Regions from separate parts of the Mus musculus genome. Here all the other regions are linked to region 1. Evidence: chromatin contacts called from public promoter capture Hi-C data. All regions are on one chromosome and are shown on one strand. The core of a region is the stretch at or near the end of the contact, and the rest is flanking DNA. Distances in the headings are between cores, read along the strand shown. Region 1 holds the start of Slc35c1 (solute carrier family 35, member C1). Region 2 holds the start of Mtch2 (mitochondrial carrier 2). Region 3 holds the start of Celf1 (CUGBP, Elav-like family member 1).

The links. Capture Hi-C pulls out chosen DNA fragments and counts their contacts.
Region 2: a promoter capture Hi-C map of adipose tissue shows a contact between it and region 1, with 3 times the contacts expected there. The contact joins the promoter of Mtch2 here to the promoter of Slc35c1 in region 1. A contact is called at or near these places in 1 of 39 promoter capture datasets (liver) and 2 of 9 other capture datasets (adipose tissue and liver).
Region 3: a promoter capture Hi-C map of adipose tissue shows a contact between it and region 1, with 3 times the contacts expected there. The contact joins the promoter of Celf1 here to the promoter of Slc35c1 in region 1. A contact is called at or near these places in 1 of 39 promoter capture datasets (pre-B cells) and 1 of 9 other capture datasets (adipose tissue).

Annotation. Positions count from the first base shown.
Region 1 is chr2:92,457,081-92,462,216 of GRCm38.p6, reverse strand. Slc35c1 (solute carrier family 35, member C1) reads left to right here and starts at 2,423. Exons shown (of 2, transcript NM_211358.2): 1 at 2,423-3,550. The coding sequence starts at 3,019.
Region 2 is chr2:90,844,874-90,850,009 of GRCm38.p6, reverse strand. It overlaps Mtch2 (mitochondrial carrier 2), which reads right to left and starts at 2,855. Exons shown (of 13, transcript NM_019758.3): 1 at 2,625-2,855; 2 at 555-639; 3 at 306-412. The coding sequence starts at 2,711.
Region 3 is chr2:90,937,586-90,942,721 of GRCm38.p6, reverse strand. It overlaps Celf1 (CUGBP, Elav-like family member 1), which reads right to left and starts at 2,325. Exons shown (of 14, transcript NM_198683.2): 1 at 2,081-2,325.

The DNA.
Region 1 (5,136 bases), core at 1,174-3,673:
CTTCCGTGCAACCTGAGCGTAGGAAGTCCTTTGAGCAATGTTGTCTGTGAGGGCTCCCTCTTCCAGCGGCAGGCCCCCCAGAGTAACTTAAAAGCCTCTCCGGAAGGACAGAATGCTGTGGATAAGACAGTTGATGCATTTATAAAAAGATAGAGAGATATAAGACTATGTTCTATGGGGTGTGGTTAAGTATGGGGAACAGAGGTGCCTTGCCAGGCCCGTGTCAAGGCATCCCTTCCCCCTGAGGGACCAGCCACACAATAGTACAGTATAGAATAGAGTTTATTCAGGACATGGGGAAGGGAGTTAAGAGGGTAGTAGAGGCAGAGAGAGGGAGAGAGTAGAGAAGTACAGGCCGGCCATTATGGCGTGGAGAGAGGGAGAAGGAAATAGGGAATGAGAGGGAGCAAGAGAGCAAGAGGCAAGAGAGGGAGGAGGGGGCAAGCAGCCCCTTTTATAGTGTGCCAGGCCTACCTGGCTATTGCCAGGTAACTGTGGGGTGGAGCTTAGACGGAATACTAACAACAGTGATCTCAAAAACACTCTAATACCTTTGCTTAGCTACCTCACATGCAGCCCCTGGTCAGGCACACAGGAGGTGCTCTCCCCCCATGTTCTCTGAAAGAGACAATCACTGTCTCCCCTAGAAGTGGAGCTGTCCATTAAAACCAGCAAATCTATAGCTAAATGTGTTTCAATTTTATATTTTGACAAATCAGTACTGATTCCCCACCCCTCTTCCCTTGCTGTCCTGGGAATTGAACCCAGGACCTTGTGCATCCCAGGCAAGCACTCTAACACTGAGCTATATAACACTGAGCTTGATCTCCAACCCTTTATTCATGTCTAGGTATGTGTGCCCAAGCCCCCCTTTTTGAAACAAGTCTCACTAAATTGCCCAGGCTGGCCTTGAATTTTATCCTGTAACTCAGACAGGCCTTGAACATTTTTTGTTTTGGTTTGGTTTTGGTGTTTCGAGACAGGGTTTCTCTGTGTAGCTCTGGCTGTCCTGGAACTCACTCTGTAGACCAGGCTGGCCTCAAACTCAGAAATCCGCCTGCCTGCCTCTGCCTCCCAAGTGCTGGGATTAAAGGCGTGTGCCACCACTGCGCGGCTGAGCTTTTGATCTTCCTATCTCAATTGGGATTACAAGCCCTTTACCATCAGGCCCTACTAATAAAATAGTAATTGAAATACTTTAAGCGAGACATCTTTATAACCAACCACATAAGCAATAAGTCTGGAACCCACTGTGTTAGCCATTTCCATAATAAAACCAGCTCAACCTAGGGCAAACTTGCCTGTCCAACAATGGTGCTAGGGAGAAACCAGAGAAAAGTCAGCCCTTCCAGATGCCCAGGTGTAAAAGACCTGGAGCTAATGGCCCACTCAAGCCTGGTTCCCGGGACTGAGAAGGGTACTCTCGTAGGGGAGTGGCGGCATCCGCAGTTCTCCCAACCACGCCCTTCTGGAAGCACCAGCTTGGACCCATAGGGCCAAAGATGCATCTTGTCAAGGGATGCGCCAAACGACAGTAACAGAATGGAGGAGTCCCAGGCTAGCTGGGGTGGAGGGTGGGAGATGGCGTTGACCTTAGATAAAGGAAAGAGGCTTTCTTGATGGGCTCCCGTGGGTAATCGCCCCACCTTGCCCAAAGCCCGACGTGGCAGGAAGTCGTACTGGGGGCGCGGCTTGGGCAGCGTTGCAAGTTCAGCCGAGGGTGGTGCTGCAGGTGCACCCGAGGGCACCGCCGAGGGTGAGCACCAGGTCCCTGCATCAGCCAGGACACCAGAGCCCAGTCGGGTGGACGGACGGTACGTTCTGGAAGGGAAAGGGCCCCGGGAAGGGGATACAGCATTGAGAAGCTCAGAGGCTTTGGTCTGGGCATCCAGAATGGACTTTATCTGGAGGAGGTGACATGGCTTCTCGCCTCTGGAAGTGCTGCTTGGATCTCCGGGACTTCATGTCCTGACTAGGTCTGGAAGCGGTGAAAATAGGGGTAGGAAAAAAGGAGAGGACTGCAACAAGGTCTTCCCGAGTGGCCTGAGCTCGAGGGACGAGGGAGGTGCAACGGTGGGGAGCCGGGCGCAAGGGCTGGGCGGAGGGAGGGGGGGGGTCTCCCTAAGCAGAAAGGTGGTATTCCATTTTCTGGGTAGATGGTGAAGATGCACCTGACCGAGTCTGGTCGATCTGAAGATATCAGGGGAAAAGATAGTGCGGGTGGAGGGGAGAATGACAGAACCTTCCAGAAAATGGGAGAGGCTATAGCACTTGCAAACCCTTCCCTGATCTCCGGGGACTCCCGGAAGAAGAGGGCAGGTCTGTGGGCATAGGTGCAGACTTGCCGGGGAGCTCTTGACGGCCGCGGGAAGTGGCAACGGCCTGCGAGCTGGCCCTTTAAGGCGGCTCGTAGGCGTGTCAGGAAATGCGCGCAGGGCCCGCCCTGCTCGGTAAGTGGCCCGGGACCCGCGTCGCTGAGCCGGAACTTGAATTCGGCTCGTGGCAACCGCAGGGCCTTGCTCCGGTCAGGCCCCTGTCCGTGTCCCTCGAGACGCCTTCCTGAGCCTCGGTGATCTCCCTGCAGCACGCCCTCCTTTCGGCTCTGCGGGTGCTTCCGGGGGTTCCCGCAGCCCATGCTTCCCACGCGGTCCGCGTCCAGTTATTTCCTCCTCCGCTCCGTCCTTCCTTCGCTCTCTCGCTTCCTTTCTCCCTGCGACTCACGTGTCCCCTGTCCTCAAACTGGCCATGGCTGTCAAAGCCCACATCCTTAGTTAGGCCCCTTCTCCCTTCCCTGGGTCTTGTTTCGTGACACCACCTCCCTCCCCCGCCCCGGGAGCGAGCAAGATGAGGAGCGGTGCACCTCGGCAAATCCGGAAGCAGAACTTCATCCAAGAAGGAGGGGACCGATAGGTCATCCCATGTGACAGTTGAAGGCTGCAGCCACAGACCCTAGCTGCTTGAAGCCCTGTAGTCCAGGGACTGCTTCTGGCCGTAAGGTGACCCAGCTCTTCTGCCACCATGAACAGGGCGCCTCTGAAGCGGTCCAGGATCCTGCGCATGGCGCTGACTGGAGTCTCTGCTGTCTCCGAGGAGTCAGAGAGCGGGAACAAGCCATTTCTGCTCCGGGCTCTGCAGATCGCGCTGGTGGTCTCTCTCTACTGGGTCACCTCCATTTCCATGGTATTCCTCAACAAGTACCTGCTGGACAGCCCCTCCCTGCAGCTGGATACCCCCATTTTTGTCACCTTCTACCAATGCCTGGTGACCTCACTGCTGTGCAAGGGCCTCAGCACTCTGGCCACCTGCTGCCCCGGCATGGTAGACTTCCCCACCCTAAACCTGGACCTCAAGGTGGCCCGAAGTGTGCTGCCGCTGTCAGTGGTCTTTATCGGCATGATAACCTTCAATAACCTCTGCCTCAAGTACGTAGGGGTGCCCTTCTACAACGTGGGACGCTCGCTCACCACCGTGTTCAACGTTCTTCTCTCCTACCTGCTGCTCAAACAGACCACTTCCTTCTATGCCCTGCTCACCTGCGGCGTCATCATTGGTGAGTGGGACTGGGGGCGTGGGGAGCAGGAATCGTAAAGATCAATACCACATTACTCATTATCTGTCCCAGGTCTTTTGCACCACCAGTCATAGGGAGAGACCTGTAGAGAACAAATAACTTCCTTACTGTGACTCAGTAAGTTAGGGATCCAGCCAAGGTGAACATAATAATGTTAGGCAGACACTACAGCAAAGCCAGCCAGACACTCAGATCTAGCTAAGCATTTGAGCCATGTTAATGTAACGGATCCCCATTACAAGGTATAATATAGCTGCGTTTTATGGAGAGAAACCCAAGGCACAGAGAAGCTAAGTAGCTGGGATCACACAGGTAATCACTGACGTAGCAGAAATTTGCACATAAGCAGTTACCTCCATAGGTTACACTCTTGACCAACACACCACTGTTCTCAAGAGGTCAAGGGTGAACTCAGGTCATCACAATTGGCACAAGTACCTCTACCCACTGAGCCATTTCAGTGGTCCAGTCAATATGTGTGTGCTTTAAGAGGCTTTAACTACCTTCTCAGATGTGACCATAAGTAATTAATTACCGATAGGAGCGTTGTGCTGATCATTACACTTGTAGCATCCTCTTTATTGTACCCATAAGCTCTCTGAGTGGCGGCATCTCTGTGAAACTGCAGCTCGGAGAGGCTGCGCTCCTTGCCACAGCCCCACAACTAAGAAGCAGATAGTCTGGGACGCAGTCCCCAGTTGGTCATACTCCCTGGCCTGTGTTTCAAGCCAGTCTGCTTTGCTCCTGACCCTTGGGAGTTAGCGCAATGAAAACCAACACTATCACTACAGTCTAAATGTGCTTTTAAATGAAAGCCCAGGAACTTTGAAGCATCCGGCCCCTTAACGGCAGCCACTATGTCCTGATTCCGCCAACATCTTTTCAGTGCCCGGCAGTCACATGGAGCAAGGGCCTCTTGGCTTGGACAGCATGTGTTAGGGAACATGTTTGCCACTTTGAATGAATTTAGTGGCTGCTGGGTTACAGAGACCAGGGCATCTTTCCCCTCAGAGTCCTGAATGAACGAAAAGCAACCTTCATTTGTACCTGCTCTGGATTTTAGTTCGTCTTGTTTGGCCTATTTAGATGTCCCTGGTGTCTCTGAGGCCCAGGCTGGGTGCTCTAGATGTAGGGACCAGGCCAACCTGTACTGTCTTCCCTAGAAACATTGCCCTGGTTGGGCAGCTCCTGGATCCAGGGTTAAGGGGTCTGGGCGGAGAGAGGTCAGATAGTGGCAGGATGCCTCCCACTGCCCCCACATACATACCCTAAGAGATCTGGTACTCCTCCTTCCAGCCTACAAGCTACCGTGGGGTCCCACTTCAGTCCACCAGCCCTGCCAACGTTAGAGGGGATGGGCCTCCTAGTAGGAGAACTTACATGCAGGAAGGTACAGTCTCTGGAGAACCTGAGCCCGGGTCCCCAAAGGGACAAGTAGCTGATAGTGAGGCAGCTGAGCCCCATGGCGGCCTGCCCAAGTGGCACGGGAAAGTGGAGCTCTCTGCTGCCCCCACTACTGGCCCCATCTCTTGGCTCTCCCCTCCCTTCCTCCTGTGGAGAAGGCC
Region 2 (5,136 bases), core at 1,606-4,105, 1.6 Mb after region 1:
AGTAGGTATTTCATGAAAAAATTTTCAAGGCAGGTATGTGGACACCACTTGTAATTTCTGCACTCAGAAGGTAAATCAAATTCAAGGCCAGCCTAGGCTACTAAGCAAGACCTAGGCTAGTCTATGCTTCACAGAGAAATACTGTCTTCAATCGTTCAGTTAATCAATAAAGAGAAAATGTCTTTCAAGAGAAAGAGATGCCATGCCAGAGTTATAAGTACATCTTTGAAATTGCTCTTTGTAGTGGAATAAACCGCATAAAAGGTAGCCAAGATATATGCGAACATTCACCGCTTTCCTCTTACCTGTAAGACTTTCCCATGGACCACAGTTCCAAGGACTCCTGAACACAGTCTTGGAGTCAAGCCTGTGAACAACCCACGCCTCCCATCGATGCTTGCAATGTGCTGAGCTAGGAACACAAGTCAGACATTTAGGTTCCAGTCCAAATACAAGGTTACAAAAAATTTCAAGGCAACATGCCTTCTGTGTATTTTCTTTTAGTAACTCCAACCTTCAATGTCAACCCTTCCAGATAAATCAAAGGCACCTACCATAGCAAAAGAGGCCAGGAAGCTGACATACTTGTCGCCCAAAAATATTTCGTCCTATTGTTGGAGGAAGAGGCTCATATCCCACCTTTAAAAACAAAGGAATGCATCAACACTGAGCAATACCCAGGAATACTTTGGCTACAAGGTCTTGTAAAAAGAAAACCAGGCTCAAATGTGTTTGTTTGATGCTGAAATGGACCCAATGTCCATCCTTATGCTCAGTGCCAGCAAGCTACCTCCTCAGCCCCATAATTTTTACAAATAAAAATGCAGTTTAGTTTTTTTAAGTCATTGATGAAGTATCATCCTTATCAGCCTTTTGTTCTGCTGGATAGATTAAGACTGGGTTCAATAAACTCCAACTTTCCCTTTGAGTTGAGTCTATAGAGTAAACCATGTGACTAGATTATTAAACTGAAAACAGAACAAGGAAACAAACCATTGTGTCAGGAAAGCCTAGTTTACCGATAAAGCTGACATATTTTTTACAATATTTTTCATATTTGAACAAAATAAAATATTCACTGAGCCATCGTCAAATGCCTACCTACATGGATAACTAGACAACAAAGGCAAATGCATACAGCTGGGTAATTCACTTACAAAAATAATTACAACTTAGGTCCACGTTAAATGTACAGACTCATTAGCAATATACAGAGCCATAAAAATTAATGATTGCCATTTTATTTGTACAATATATTCAGTGATTATAGTGCCAAAGGGATACTTGAGATTAAAAAAAAAAATACAGGGCAGTTTGGGCTCTACTGTTGCAATTCTTCCTTCTGAGTTAAAACCCCCTCTCTGAACTCACTGAAAGTGCAGCTTTAAAGTAGTATTTGGGAATTTCATCAACCTCCTGAGATACTTGGCAACGCACGAGGTATTGTGAAATCAGAATTTAGGATATTGGATTGTTGAGGCAAAAACACTGAATGTCACTAAAATCACTGTTCTTTGAGAACTATTGAGTAGTGAGTTCATACGTGTACTGCGAAATACTGTCAATTCTGTTCTAGACACAGATTTCACTCTGCGCTTCAACATCTACACTTATATTAGTCAACTTAGCAACAATTTGTATGAAGAACAATTTAAAAATGAAGTCCATTCTAGAGTCTTGCTTTTTTTTTTTTCTCTTTTCAGAATGGTAAACATTGAGGACAGGGATTCTAAAGCCTGCTTCCTTCCAGGACACACAATGCATGAGGTATGGCAATCCTCAATAAATGCTTAAAAATGGCCCTGATCAGCACAGGGAAAGTTAGAAGAGCAATTGAAAATACTATCACCAGCTAAAAGTAGGCCTCCTTACCCATGAATATAAATGACCACTTTAGAAATATTTTATAGCAGATTGGCAAGGGAGGCAAGAGAGACATCCGGGGTTTGATGTTACATTTAAACTCGCTAAAGTGTTTAAACAGAACTGATTTCCAGCTCTAACCAACGTGATTTTCATTGTCATGAACCACATGGGTTACTGTGAAAGCGCTCAATGGATCCTCAGGAAATCTGATTTCATTATCACTTCTCAATGCGCTCCTTGTGTATATCCGGGTATCTGGTGTTAAAATCTCTGAACGGGAATAGAAGTAGAAACAGCAAATAGAAAAACCGAGTAAGAACAATAAGATGTTGGCTTTCCTAGAATTTTAAATTTGCCCATAGATGAGTTATTTCACGTCTCGAGTTTGAGATATTTCGCTGAGGAGGAGTGAACGAGGTGAGGTGAACGCCAGTATCAGAGGGGCGACAAGAAAAGGGTTGGGAAGCCCTCGGTGGCAACCGGCCAGGATCAGGGAAAGGAAAAACAAAGTTGAGAAGAGTCACCGGCCAGGGAAGGCAAGGGTGGCAGTTGGCTGCAGAAAGGGAGCCGGCCTGCCCGGGGCGAGCCTCGGGATGTCTCCGAGAGGGGCGCGAGGCCGTGGAAGTTGTTCCTGAGGGGAGAGAAGGGCAGCATCTCGAGAGGGTGAAGGCCTGGGACGCAGAGCCAACCCAAAGGCGCAGAGGGCGGTGGCGACCTGACAGGACGCGGGCGGGGAAGGAAAGGGCGACGACTCATACCTGGATGAGCACTTTCACGTACATGAGCGGCTGGGACAGGATGGTGAGACCGGAGCCCAGGAGCACCTGACTGGCCGCGTCCGCCATGATGGCACCCGCGGACGGACGGACAGACGGAGTCACCAAGCGACACAGCCGGTTCCAGATCACGTGTCGGGGGCGCCGGCTTCACTGGCCCGCCCGCGGCGCGCCGCCCGCTTAGGCTCCGCCCACCGGCCCGCCCAAAGAAACGGCAGGCGCTCGCGAGGGGCCGCCTGGGGCGGGGCTTGTGGGAGGGACGCGCATGCGTCTGGGCGTGGGCTCCTCGCGCCTCTAGGAAAGGCGATTTCTCTTGCGCCTGCGCAAGCCGGAAGTGTCCGGAAGGAGTAGGGAGGGAATGGTAATGATGGGGTGGTGGTGGGGTGACCCTGACGGCAAAGGCAAGGTCAGCGGACTAACAACTGGAAGAACTGAGTTATACTCCTATCCTCTTTCAGGCTTTGACGACGTAAAGTTTGATGGTTGTTTTCCGTTAGAGTTGTCATGTCTAATGAACAACAGATCCTGTCTGGCTTAACAGTGAATTCTGCAGGTCCCTGATTTTGCGTTTACCATTAGCTCAGTGGTAGAGCACTTCCCGACATCCTTGCTTTCAGTCCTCAGTACTGGAAAGAAAAAGCAACTACAACAAAATGTGCCCCCTCGGGGTCAGATGTGGCGGCACAGACCCTTAATCCAGCACTTGGGAGGCAGAGGAATGTGGATATGTGAGTTCAAGGCTAATCTGGTTTACAAACTGGATACCCGGTAAACCAGGGTTACATGGTGACATACTGACCAAAAAAAAAAATTTTTTTTTCATGTCTTCTCTGACTACTCGAAATCCATTTTATCCGTATTTCCTACCCGTTGCCTTGTGACACCTGTCACTGGGAAATTGTCTTTGACAGTTGAGAGTGTCAACTCTGGGTTCAGGAACCGAGATGGCCTTTGTACACTATTTTCCCCCAGTGCCTGGCATGTACCAGTGCTCAAGATTTATTAAAGCTCAGTGCCAATCGGGCTACCCAGGCTGTTAGAGGCAAAATGAAGAAAAGGCATTGCTCCAGCTCTGGCCCCTTTGTTCTGTAGCAGACACCACTTAGTGCAAGCACTTAGTGTGTACTGCTGAGAATGAACAAGGAACCGAGTTTGGAATCTGGCTTTCCTTTTGGATCCATGTGTCACTTTCCTTTTTAAATTTTTTAGTGTTTGTATCTAAATATAAGGACAATGCAACTAACTCAGTGTATTTTTATGAACATTAAGTGAAACTGTATATATGGAGTTTTTGAGAAATTGGCTGAAATACAGAAGTTAGTCCTAATATGGCCTTCTATTCAGCCCAGAACTAGCTGATATTGGGAGGCAGTTTGTAGGTCAGGCACACGGGCTTTGAAGTCCAATGGGCCTCATCCAAAGTCTACCTCTGCCAGTTACAGTGTGACCTTATATAGGTCATCCCAACTCTTCAAAACTTTTAAGCAAATAAGTATAATAATATCCACTTCAAAACATTATCTCAAAGCAATATGGACCTAGCCTGGCATACACAACAAAAATGCAATAGTAAATGGTAGCTTTTTATTCTAAAAAAATTACATGTTGCTCTTAATTAAACACAGTTCTCAACATGACTTAGAAACAGCAAGACCATTAAGAAGGGTATTTGTGCATGGGTGGTGAAGGAAAAAAAATTCTATTTGCCTGTGAGCAATGAGAGGCTCAGAATGTCGCGGGGCTGAAGGGTTGGGCACCTGAGGATGTCCCACCACATTCCTAATGGTTCATGGCAAAAGCTACCCATGACGTTATGGGACAGAGAACTGGAGTCGGAATTATAAGTAAAGGAAGAGCACAGTTCAAACGGGCCATTTGTAAAGATGTGATATGAATGACAATCCCTGATAAGAGTTCAGTGTGGTGACCCTAGAATGGGTTACTTAGTAACTTATATTCAAGCTAGGAGGATAAGAAAAGTCAAAGGTGGGGAGGGAGGGAGAGAGAACAGCACCTTGGCATAGGCCAGCTTTGGGAAAAGAAAAGAGGGGATGGTAAGTAATGTGAAAACTTCCCAGAGGCAGAAAACAGAGCCCAGAAAAGAGAGGGGCTTACCAGCTAAACCACTCCCAGGCTGGGATAGTCTTACCTGGAAGAGGTCCACGTTTCATTTCTCAGTTTTAAAAAAAGATACACTGTAGCTGTACAGATGTTTGTGAGCCTTCATGTGGTTGTTGGGCAGGGTTTCTCTGTATAGCCCTGGCTATCCTGGAACTCACTTTGTAGATCAGGCTGGCCTCGAAGCTCACTGGGTCACTCTTATAAATTTTAGACATGGCCCTGCAGTCCCTTTCTTCTTTATGGCTCTTTTCAATTTGCTATATTACTTTAAAACTGTTTTTCCTTATCCATCATTACAAGACACTGAGGTACAAGAGTGCAAGGTTTTTCTCATTTTCTTATTGACTAGTGCCTTGTGTGCTTCTTTCTTTGC
Region 3 (5,136 bases), core at 1,076-3,575, 1.5 Mb after region 1:
CAGTATACACCGTAATCCCAGCACTTGGGATGTAGGCCAGTGAGGACTTCATAGGAAGACCCTGTCTTGGGGGGGTTGGAGGGGCCCACAGGGTAAAGTTGTACACATACACACCCATTTTAACAACAATCTCCGAAAGGTAAGATTTTTTTCCCATTTGAATTACCAGTATGTTTTATAATGAATCTGCAACTTCTGTAACAAGAAAAGTATGCAGACATCTTTAGAACATAAGTCATTCTGGCTCCAATTTTCACTATCTGCCCAGCAGCCCACAGGTACAATCATTGGTTAACTAACACTAATGGACACCAATTTCTAGAGGATTGTGGAGATTAAAACAAGGATCATAATAAAAGAATGACTTGACCAACTAGTAACCTACTGCAAAAAGATTTGAAAATTGTGTAGATTTTCTAACTTCAAGCCCAGAGCCCTTGCCATTCCATCACATCTTAAATCTGCATCATTGCTCATGATAGTGTGATAGTGTTGTGAATTTTTTTTTACAAAGGCAAAGCAAGCAAACCTTTGGTGGGAGATGTTTTAAAAGCACTTGCTATAATAACCTTGGGCAAATAAGTCACTTTCCTTTGTGAGAAAGCCAAAGCACTGAAGAAAAAAAAAAAAGCAACCCTTTCAACTGTAACAGCCCCTCTTGCTAATGGATCCTTGGGAAAAGAAAACCCAAAGGGTAAGAATGAATGAGAGGATGGAGACGTAGGCTCTGGAGCCAAGAGCCATTCTTAAGAGAAACAGGTGGTGGAGAAGAAGAAACCAAGAGAACTCATAAGCTTGCCAGCTAAAGTAACAGCTGCAAATCCCAGCTTTGCTTTACCATAAGCATGGCTTTCAATCCTCCCTAGGTCATGATCAGAAACCACACTCTCAGGCAATAAAACTACTAATATAAAAACTAGTATAGAGAGAAAAAAAAAATCAGTGCCGTTGCAGTTGGTCCATTCTAACCTCCATGATTTTCCAAGTACACTTGTTAATGCCAAAACCAAAAAGAACTCTAAGCAATTCCATCTGAAGACACCGTCATTCTAAGGATCTAAAAAGAAACAAACTGGAAAAAGTGAAAAAGTGCAATTCAAACCTCTTCAACTCAGAGACTAGAAGACAGAGAAGAGATCTTTTAAAGGTTAAGTTCCTTTTAAGTGTGTGCAAAGGGTGTTTGTAACCTCCTAACAATGCAGACATTATCAACAGAGTCTATGCTCTTTAAAACTGTTCAACAGCTTTTATATACAGCATTAACTCTGAGCACCAGAAAGAGATTCTGTTGTGCTAAACCAAGCTCTGACCAAAATCTCACACTTTCTCCCCGGAATCAGTCTCTAAACCAATGAGAAGCTCCTTAAAAAGCATATGCAATGGTCGGAGAAAATTAAAACAACATCCTGTCAGAACCACCACAACCGAGACACCACTACCGACTTTAAATCCAAAGCCTGGGACCTAGCGAAGAAGGCACCCTCCAGAGCCGTCCCCGCTCCTGGGTGCGAGATTCGAGCCCTGCTACTAGGCCTTGACTGGGCGAGCGAGCACCTGATGTGGGGGGTAGGGCGAGCCAAAGCGGCCCCAGGGCGAGAACTGCAAGAGCTCCGGAGGATCGAGAGGAGCGCTGCCTTCTAGGGGCGGGAATCTAGGACACCCCCGGGGGTGGGCACGAAGAACACGTGGGGCGACAGGGTCAGGGAAGCGGCGTCTCGGGTAGACAGCCGCGATCTCGCCCAGCGGACCCGGAGAGGAGGACTCGGGTGCGGTGCAGGAAGCAAGCCCTCGGGGCCGGGAGAGTGGAGGCAAAGGGCAAGGGAGCCGGGGCCAGGCCACGAGGAGGGCGGGTCTCCCTGGGAGCAGGGGCACGCGCCGGGCGGACGCGAATGGGCCCCCGAGTCCCGAGCAGTCCGCGGCCTGGTCCCCGGGGTGCGGGGAAGCGGGAGCGACCGCACCCGGAGGGCCCTGTGACCCGTAGCCGCCCGAACCTGACCCGCCCCGCGGCGCCTCCCTCCAGCCTCCCTCTCTTTCCCTCCCTTCATCCCGCGGCCCGTTATCCTGCGGCCGCCGCACTCACCAGCGGCTGCACCTGAGCCCGCCGCTGCCTCAGCTGCTGCCTTGCTCCTCCGCAGCCGCCGCTGCCTCGCTGCTGAGGCCGAATCCCGGGGGAGCCTCCGCGTCCCGCCGCCGCCGCCGCCTCTGCCGCTGCCGCTGCCGCCAGAGCAGAACACCCCAAAATGGCGGCACTTCCGGCACCTACCACCGGCGGGGAGGGCCGCCGCGGAGGGGGCGGGCGGCGAAGGGGAACGTACCACCGCGGCGCCGCCCGCCAGCGCCGAGCCGAGCCGAGCGCCGCGCAGGGGCGGGCGGAGGGCCGGCGCTGCAGCGCCCCCTCCGGCCGGGGAGTGAAGGAGCAGTCGCTCTGAAACCCTGGGGGCCGCGGGCGGAGCCCTCAGCCCTGGGAGCTGTAGGGGTGCATCTCTTTGTCTCAGAGCTGCACTGGAGGGAAGACCCCGGCCTGGGAATCTGAAGTTCTTGCCTCTGCGCACCGCACTAGCTGCACCTCTGGCGGGCAAGCAACGCAGCTTGGCAATGAAAAATACACATAATAAATATCGAATGAATGAATGAATGAATGAATGAATGAATGAATGAATGAATGAATGATGGGTGCTTGGCTAACACTGGACGCAGGGCACACCCTTTCTTTTTGCACATCAGCATACAGACAACTGTATCCAGGCCTTCCTTCTGATGGAATGTGTGTTGCAAGCTTTCAGAGTTAGGGAAGTGCCTGTACAGAGATGTTCAACTGCATGCATGCGCAATCTGGCAAAAATCCCTGCGGCACCAGAAAGCTCTTAAGTATTCTATTAAGAGACTACCCAGTCCAAACCTACTCTTCTTGGGAAAAAAAATAACAATTAAAACACTTTTTACGAATCCAGCACCCCCTTTTAGGATTCGGTATTCCTAACCTGCATCTAGCTGGATTCACGCATTAAGTGTGTTGTTTATTACACAAAGTCAGTGAAATGTGAGACAATGAAATGCAGATTGAGAAAACTTAGTTCTGGGAGGTCAGGGCTCCATCAATTTACAAATTACTCATGAGTTGGCAATTATTTCTCTTTATCACTTAGCTTCCTAAAGCAAAATATATATCCACAAATGCCGGTTATACCCTACCCTACCCTACCACACTCACTAAGGCAGCCCCCACCCCTGCCCCAAGCAGCAGCCAAGAGTTTTCCCCTGTGCTAGAGGCACAAACAATCATGTAGATCAAAACAATTAGCCCCTAGGTTGTTCATTATCAAATTACCTAAATTGTACTGTAAAGCTTTGGTTGTTTTTTGTTTTTTTTTTTTTTTGTTTGTTTTGTTTTTTTGAGAGTTTCTCTGTGTAGCTCTGGCTGTCTTAGAACTCCCTCTTGTTACTGAGACTGACCTCAAACTCACTTGGTGATCCGCCTGCCTCTGCCTCCCCTAAATGCTGGGATTAAAGGCGTGTATCGCCACACCCGGCCTGTTCGTTCCAATTTTCAAATTGGTTTTCTACCTTCTTGTTGTTGATTGATGGGAATGGAGTTAGAGATGTAACTTGAATTAGTTGCATATAGATGGATACGTTAGGAAAAATTAGAGTGGTTATGAAAGATGGAACACTGGTATTTTTAACTAGTTCTTGAATAAGACTCTTGGCAAAAAAAATAACTGTTAGGAGAAAAAATTAGTCCTGCTGGTAATGGAAGATTTCTAAGAGTCGTTAGGGTTACTGCAGAGAATTTATTTCATTGGAGGGATAATGATGAAAATAATGTTTGCGTTGTTAGGGTCTGAGAATTTGGGAATAATCCACTATGAAAACCAAGTTTTGAGCCAGCAAAATGTTTCTTTATTCAACTTTATTCAAAGGCTGATATATCAGGGAGACGGCGGGGTTCAGGATCCAAAACTATGTCAGTCAGGGGCAGAACAGAACAACTTTTTGCTCCTGTACTTTTTTCTTTTCTTTTTAAAAGATTATATATATTCTAGCTGTCTTCAGATACACCAGAAGAGGGCATCCCATTACAGTGGTTGCTGGGAATTGAACTCAGGACCTCTGGATCTCTGGAAGAGCAGTCAGTGCTCTTAACTGCTGAGCCATCTCTTCAGCCCCAGAACAACTTTTAAAGACAAAACTCCACAGACTACGTGGGGTAGGGGGCATCCAACCAGATTCACGAATACATTGGGTTTTTCACACCTGGTATTTTAGGTGGCTTCCTGCATAATAAGTGTCTCGGGTGGTTTACTTGATAGCTTGGCCTGGATTGAGGCCAGCCAGTGATGTTTGGAGCAGGATACAGTGGCTTGGATTTATCCAGAACATTTGAGCTGTTCCTGGGAATTTAGCTTAGTATGAAATGGAGACTATATACAAGATGGAATCTCTGTAGCTATGGCCCCCAACATTTCTTCCTCTTCCTTGTAACGCATGAAACCTTTGATGTCATAACTCTTGGTCAGTATATAAGGGGTTACATTGGGTCTTTGGAACCATGAGCTTAACAACATTTATCCTAACTCGCACAAAGTGAGAAATGAAATTTTATAGGCAAAGGGTGTGTTGGGGTCTGGGAATCACTGCACAAATCACTTAGACACCAATCTCAGTCAACTTGGGATAGTTTATATCACAGCCCAGGACTGATCAACAAGGGACACAATTCAGGCTCAAGAGCTGAACCATGACTCCAAGTTCCTACAAGGCTCTTAAGCCTGAGATATACAAACATCTGCGCCAAGTTATTCCACCAATCAAGACTTAGGGATAGGGGTTTCTGTAGGAACATGGCTTTGTTACTCTTATGCTGTTCCCATTGGTTGGAATATTCAGCTGTGACAGGGGACCTGCCTTGTTTAATATTCATGTCTTAACTTGTCTACCAGGCTAGGACTTGTCTAACATTCATGTCTTAACTTGCCGTTCCCACGTACATGTCTCTTTCTGGAAACTAGGATGTCAGTTCCTAGGGAGGCCTTGGGAACTTAAACTTAACTCAACCCCTACTCAAAATGGAAGTCTTATTCCAAATGGTTTCTTATATTAGTGCAGGTGTCTCTCTTATGTTGGTGTCCATGCCAG